2 separate regions of the Macaca mulatta genome follow, and region 2 is linked to region 1. A link is a contact called in public Hi-C data. All regions are on one chromosome and are shown on one strand. Each heading gives the region's core, a stretch centred on a gene start, on an enhancer-like site or on the middle of the called end of the contact. The rest is flanking DNA. Distances are from core to core; before and after follow the strand shown.

Region 1 (3,688 bases), core at 402-2,901:
CTAGCTGTTCGCTAAGCCATATACTTTAACATCACTACTGTTTATGTTTTTCCTTCTGCCTGTGCTCCTCCACGACCTGTGTACTTTATAACATTTTGTACATACTCTAATACAGCAATTAACACACCATATTATAGTCTATCAATTCTTCAAAACAGCAGTTATGGTTTATTCACACGGAAATTTTCCAATCCTTGGCTGGGCGCAGAGGCTCACGCCTGTAATCTCAGCACTTTGGGAGGCCGAGTCGGGTGGATCACGAGGTCAGGAGCTCGAGACCAGCGTGGCCAGCATGGTGAAACCCTGTCTCTACTAAAAATAGAAAAAAATTACTCGGCCTGGTGGCGCGTGCCTGTAATCCCAGCTACTCGGGAGGCTGAGGTAGAAAAATCGCTTGACCCGGAGAGACGGAGTTTGCAGTGAGCCAAGATCGCGCCACTGCACTCCAGCCTGGGCGACAGAGCGAGACTCTGTCTCAAAAGAAAAGAAAAGAAAAGAAAATTTCCCAATCCTTACCACTGTGCCTGAGATACAGATGAACAACATATGCTTGATAAATGACATTCCAAATATTAAGCTATGTACAATAGGCAGTATCTCCATCAACGTTTGTTATCCCGCGTGAAAGTTTTAACATCGTAGAATCAATAATACTTGGGAAATGTAACAGATAAAAACGTACTGTCCAAAGAAGAGACTAAAGATAAACAGGGAAGGATAAAAAGTCAAATGTGCTGATTATTTAGGACGGAAGGCACTAAACACAGCCAGAGAGAAACTGTGAGGAAAGCATGTGGCCTCTAGTCTAGAACACTAGCTCAAGAAAACTCACTTCACCGGAAGACAGAAATGAGCAGAGAGCGGAACCAGTGAAGTGGCCTTTCAGGCCCACGCAGTCGGCATGTGTGGACGTCCCGAAGAGCTATTCACACATTCAGGGCGTTCTGCTTTGAGTAACCAGAATCTCGAGTTCCTGGGCGGCTTAGGCCGCAGACACCTCACCCTTGAGAAGGCACACCCTAGGGTGGCTCCTGCAGGACTAATGGCCTGAGCAATGCACTTGACCACACCAGCCCGGGATAAGGTGCGCGCCGCAGAGAAGGGGCAGTGGAAAGGACAGTATGTGCTTTAAGAGCTTGGGGAGCGAGGGTCCTCAAGTCAATTACAGGATTTGGGTGCCAGGTCCTGAGGATATAGCAGGCACAAGACAGACACGATCCTTGCCCTCGTGGTGTGGCTCTTCAAATTACTGTGGAAACGCGACTGTCTCGAGAGCAGAAAACCTACATTTCCCCCACCCGGACTCCAGGTTCCTGAAGTCACCTCTCCAGATGCGGGGCGGCGGTGGCCGCAGGGAACCACTCCATGCCCAGCTTGGGCCTCCTCCCGTGACCCCAGGCCCAGGACGGTCCCCTAGGTTCTCACCGAATCCTTTAATGAGCTCGGTGAAGACCCCGGGGTCGCTTTCCATGAGGCACCACTCCCCGGCATTGCCCGTCATGGCCCCGGCCACACACCGCCCCGATCCACCTCTCGCTCTCGGCCGCCCCCCGCACCAGCTGCCGCCAGCCACAGATCTCAGCAAACCCGCCGCCGAGCTCGTCCACCACACGTCACCCCGCCTACTTCCCGACAGCCTCCGGGCGCCGTCACCTGCAGCGCGACGGAGCGCGCGAGGACGCTCTAGCCACCCTAGAGACATCGAAACTCTTCCCAGGCCGTGCAGCACCGGTAGCGGATTCGGAAGGGCTGGGGCCCGAGAAGAAAGGGCGGAGATTCAGAGCGCCGAAGGAGGTAACATCCGGGATCCTCGCCCCAATGGGGCGGAGGCGGGGCAAAAGAAGAGGGGCGGGACTCGTTCCCGGGAACCGAACCTGGAATTCCCCGGCGGCAGTGGGGCTGTTGCTGTCGCTGTCGCTGCCTATCGGTCTGCCGTCTCTTGTCGTTTCCCAGCGCTGCGCAGGACTTCTCCTGGCGGCGCTGCGGGTCCAGGTGGGGGTCGGCTGCCAGGCACAGGTGAGGACATTGCGGGAAGCCGACTGGGAGCCTTTTGTGCTGTGTGAGCGGCCCCAGGGACGCGCAAAGTCTGACCAGTCCTCCATGTCTCTCACCCTCATCCCAGGGGCTGAGGCTGGGCAAACGCCGCGAAACTATCGCTCTTCGCCGCCTCGCTTCCGCGCCTGCCCACCCTGGGAAACGGAACCAGCATCGCGGTAGGGACATCCTCGCTAGGCCTGCCCGGACCATTCCTGAGGGTGGGCCTTTTCCGAAGCCGGGACCGCTCCTGCTTGTCGGCATCGCTCCCCGCAGGCCGACGTCGAGAGGGCCTGCTTTACTCCTCCTCTTTCTCCTCCTCCCGCGGCTTCTGCGCGGAGAGGCGTCGCCCGGGATCTGGGTTTTGGAAGAAGGATCTTTGTGGGAAGACAAGGCGAATTTATCATAGAGGGAATAACGAGGGAGAGGAGAAAGGTCTGTCCTACAGTCCATGGGGCTGCTAGACTGGTGGAAGGGGATGCGATGCGTCAAGGGAAAATTAGGTTGAAAACAAATGTCGTGTATTAATCTAAAAACATTTGGAATGGTTCTAAAACTGGATGATGAGTTAAAACCCAATATTTACTAAATTGCCCTCATTCAACAGGCTCTCCCAGAATACTGTAGTGTTAAGATTGAAGTTTTTAAGAGTGTATTTGTTAAAGGCTTTAAGTTGCATATTCCTTAAAAGCTGCATATTCCAAGAAAGACCCTTGGCTTCCAAGGAAAAAACAAAAAAGTTTTAGTGGATAAAACTCTGACTCCTTCCTTCTCAAATAGGTGACCTGTGCCATGGAGTTAGGGAGCCTTGTGCTACGGATTATGTGAAGCCTCGAAATAAACATGGTAAATTTTATGAGGGAAGCAACAGAGCAGCTTTTGTATTAAAAGAAGCCTGAGTACTTTATGGGGTAGAAGCCAAAATTTGTATGAAGTGTTGGTTTAAAAAAATTTTTTTTGTAACTTTCTTGAAGTTTATCTCCGAAAACTCTGCCCTCAACTTGGAGAGTGGGGGGATTCTGTTCAGTGTATTTCCTTGAGATACTTAATTGGAAAGGTTTAAGAGGCACAAGAGTCCAGAATGATTGGCATCAGAGCCCGAAGTAGTCTGTGGTATTTTTTTAAATCTGTAATATTGCTATGAACTTGAAACTGTTTTCTGTGCAGAATGCATCAAAACTAAAATTTATTTGATACCCAACTTAATTAACATGGTACCTATTGTAGACCAAACTGAAAATTTAGCCTTTGGCACAATCTAGAAGTAAGCAGAGGAGGGGGTTAAAATGTCTTTCATTATGTTAATATTTGATCCTGAGAGTTTCCATAAAAAGCCAGATTTCTGGATCTTTGAGAAAAATGAGATCTGGCAACTACTAGTTCCATACCACGTGGCAACCGGTTGGCAGCTCCCCTCAGACTAGCATGCTGTCATTTTTGCCACAGTTCCTTCCTCATCAGTTTTTATAGCATCACATTGATCAGTGGATTCAAATACCTGTATCATGGGTAAGCAAACCTCTATCATGGGCCCATTTTTGTAGTATTGTTTCTTTACATTTGTCGTGCACTCTCATAGATTGACAAATCTTTGACTTAATTTAAAAAGGAATAATCTGCAAATGTCTTTGACTTCTTGAGATGAAAGGCAGCA
Region 2 (3,688 bases), core at 443-2,942, 62 kb after region 1:
CTAGGAGCTTCCATCAATTTATTAAATTCATCCATTTATTACTAATATGTTCTAAATAATGTGTTAGACAGTAGGATATGATGACACAGGTCTATGGTGTTTCAGTTTTGTGGATGCAGGCAAGTAAACTATAAAGAGAAGTAATATGGTACTGGGTGCTCTGATACAGGTATGAAGAGAGAGTGTGGGGATAGATAAGAGTAGCCAGTTCTTTATAATGTGTGTGTTTTGGGTGAGATTCAGGAGAATACTACAGGGTGAAAACATTGGTGGAACAGAAAAAAATTTCACAAACTCACAGTTGCAGAATGGCTACAGATCACATAGGAAATGAACCACATACTTCTGTATCTGTAGTCCTCTATGTTGTGAAAAGATTGACTTTTTTTCAAAACAGGTCAAGGAATTTGGTTATGTCAATCACAAAGTTGCCTCTTTTTTTCCTTCTGACATGGTAAAAGAAATAAAACAATCCCATAGGATGTGTTTGGTTGGCCATAGTATATTGATTTATCTTAACCGTCTTAAAACGCATGTCAAGGACACCACTGAGCCTTCTGAGTTCCATTAGAAAAATTGGGTAGTCTGGAAGTGTTCTAAATTGGACCGTTTGGGGTTTCTGTTAGAGCAACTTTCCCATTTACATCTTGGAACAGAGCCTTTTGAATATAGCCCTTCGGGATTGGTGGGGAGAAGGGATCGCGATGGAAAAAGTCATCATCCAAAGAATGAAGAGGGAGGATCCAACATTTAGGATATTTTATTGACGTGCTAGGCGCGTTTACTTTATCTTCGTATTAACCCCATTTTCTTCATTAACCAATTGATGCTGTGAAAAGCTATGTAACTTGACCAAGGTCAAACAACAAGTAACAAACAGCAGTACCCAGAACTGTGTTTTGTTTTGTTTTGTTTTTTTTTTTTTTTTTCTGCTGGACTCGGTCTTTTCCACTCAAAACCAACAAAAAACCAAAACTTGTTTTTTTCCACATCAAAGGCAAACAACCCAAACCCCAACCCCAAGAGCCCCACCCTTTCAAAAGGGCTTCTCCGGATCACTAAGTCCTAGAGGTCTTTGGCTAGGCCTGGGTCCGATCTAGATAGGAAGGTGATTCTAGTGTTCCACAAATCCTTGCCAAATTCCATCCCGGCCAAAGCAGGGGCCCAGGAGCCTCTGGTCGCACCCGAGGCAGGTCGTTAAATACTCAGGGCACGTGCTGCGGATGGAAGTGCCGACCCACTGCTCAGGTACGCGCACACCTGTCGCCGCTGGGTGCGCGCCGCGGGGAACTGGGTACGTGCTCCGCGCGCGCGCGCGCCCGACAAAGTTCCCCGTACGTGCGCCGTACGTGGGCGCGGTGCCCTAGTGCTCAGCGTTTCAGCGAGTGAGTGGGCTCCATGCCGAGTTGAAGTCTGGGAGGGGTACTTTTCCAGGCCATCGCGGCTCCCCCTGGCGGCGGACGTGCCGCGCTGGAGGGGCGCAGTCAGGCGTTCTCCGCGGGCAGCCGGCGGCGGGGCCTTGCCTTTTAGCGCGGGGTCCTCGGCGGCCTGGGTGGCTACTGCCCCTGCTGCTGTCGTAGGCGAGGACGGCTGTTAGTGCTGCTGCTGTTGGTTCGTCGCGGCGGCGAAGGAGGAGGAGGAAGAGGGCGAGGCGACAGGGGAAGAAGGAGGCAGGCGCGGCGGCAGCGGCGGCGCCCCGGGCCGGCGGAGGCGAGGGGGGGGAAGATGGCGGACGTGCTTAGCGTCTTGCGACAGTACAACATCCAGAAGAAGGAGATTGTGGTGAAGGGAGACGAAGTGATCTTCGGGGAGTTCTCCTGGCCCAAGAATGTGAAGACCAACTATGTAGTTTGGGGGTAAGTCCGGCATGGCTGTGCCAGGGGTGGCAGGGCAGAGTTGGGCGCCCCCAGGCGACCTCTTTCTTAACCCCTCCCCCCCGTTTCCCCTGGGGATGGGATAAAACGGGTGTTCGGGGAGAAGAAAGTTTCTCTCTAGAGCAGAAGTTGCACTTTTAGGGTAAGGAAAGAAGGGGCGGAGCTCTAGAGCAGTTCATCCCTTTAAATTTTTGAGAAGCCCAAAGGAAAGGTACCGTGGGAGTTTTTGACTTTTACAGTTAATTTTTACCAATAGGTATCGTGTACCAGCGAAGTGTGGGGCTGGTGCACAAGGATACCTGAACATAGGTGCACAAAGGAGCACACCGTCTGGTGCCATGGTCGTCTCTTTTTGTTCTTTATTTTTTCTCTCTTCCAGGCTGCTCCTCTGGTCCTTGCAACTCCTAGTTTATTTCATCTCCTTTCGTTGTTGGGGAGGGGGTTATTCCTGTAGAAGAGAGAAGGGAATCAACTCTGAAGTTAGGACCGGAAAGAAATTTGGTGAATTGGGAAAAGTCGCTAAAGTTTGTGTTAAAGAGGTCTTCAGGAGTTGGTGAAATGAGTGAGCTTTTCAGATCTAAGAAATAGATGGTGCGTGTGATTTTCGAAAGTGTATTTTAAAGGGAAATGTTTTGGAATGTTGGTCCATGTGAAGTTTTATCAGTTTAAGTCATTCAGGAAAACTTATAGAGACGGGTCTAACAGTCATTAGGGGCCTTTTTAATGATGTCACTGTCATTGGTGCGTCGCTTGTAGAATTAGAACCTTGAGCTAGAACTTCCCTACTCATTTTGTTTCTTTGAATGGAAGCTTTGTGAAGAGTCGATGAAAAACTAGGGAAATTTAGTTTGTTGGTTGGCATTTATTTATTTATTTAGTTTTGAGAGGGAGACTTGCTCCGTCGCCCAGGCTGGAGTGCAGTGGTGTGATCTTGGCTCACTGCAACCTCAGCCTCCTGGCTTCAGGTGATTCTCTTACCTCAGCCTCCTGAGTAGCTGAGATTACAGGCCCCCGCCACCATGCCCTGCTAATTTTTGTATTTTAGTGGAGATGTGGTTTCACCATGTTGGTCAGGCGGGTCTCGAACTCCTGACCTTAAATGATCTGCCCGCCTCTGCTTCCCAAAGTGCTGGGATTACAGGCGTGAGCCACCGCGCCCTGCCTGTTGGTTGGTTTAAAAATTTTTTTGTCTTATGGTTTAATTAGCTTTATAAAATGTTGATCAAATGACATTCTGAGTTTCTGGTGTTTTACCCTTTCAAATGATTTGCATAGATAGAATTACATTTGGTTGGATTTTTAATGAATTTTTTTTTCTTTAAACAATGGCTTAAGGAGAACCTAGGGTGTGAAGTGGTTCAATCTGAGGATTAAAAAAATTCCTAAGACTCTGATTTCTACCTCAAAGGAGGTTAATTTAGTCTGAATAGAGGAGATTAAACAGATAAGTTGATGTGAAATGATTTCTATAATAGTTTGTGAAGACAGCAGTCATTTCTAGTTGGAGTTATTTAGGGAAAGTTCCATAGAATTGTCTTTGGCAAGTTCACATCCAACAAAGTTTTCTTGAATGATTGAATGAACAAACAGATAAGCTTTAAAGAATAGATAGAAATTTTCTGGGTGAAATGATGGGTTAAGTCTTCCAAGATGAGTGAACTGTATGCTTAAAGGCATAAAGAACTGGAAAGTAAATGTGTTGACAGCAATTCAGTGAAGCCAGTGTAAAAGGATTGCTTAGTACAGTAGATTTTAAACTTTTTCAACAGTGAATCACACCAAGAAATTATTTTGATTTTCTATATGTGCACATA

What was found. Hi-C and Micro-C count contacts between places; a contact is called where the count stands out from the background.
Region 2: a Hi-C map of CD4 T cells shows a contact between it and region 1, with 3 times the contacts expected there. The contact joins the promoter of CDC73 here to the promoter of RO60 in region 1. A contact is called at or near these places in 3 of 14 Hi-C or Micro-C datasets (CD4 T cells, blood and cortical neurons).

What each region holds. Positions count from the first base shown.
Region 1 is chr1:50,594,323-50,598,010 of T2T-MMU8v2.0, forward strand. RO60 (Ro60, Y RNA binding protein) reads left to right here and starts at 1,652. Exons shown (of 9, transcript XM_015121172.3): 1 at 1,652-1,794. UCHL5 (ubiquitin C-terminal hydrolase L5) reads right to left here and starts at 2,324. Exons shown (of 13, transcript XR_013417205.1): 1 at 1,531-2,324.
Region 2 is chr1:50,656,016-50,659,703 of T2T-MMU8v2.0, forward strand. CDC73 (cell division cycle 73) reads left to right here and starts at 1,693. Exons shown (of 17, transcript NM_001260567.1): 1 at 1,693-1,856. The coding sequence starts at 1,726.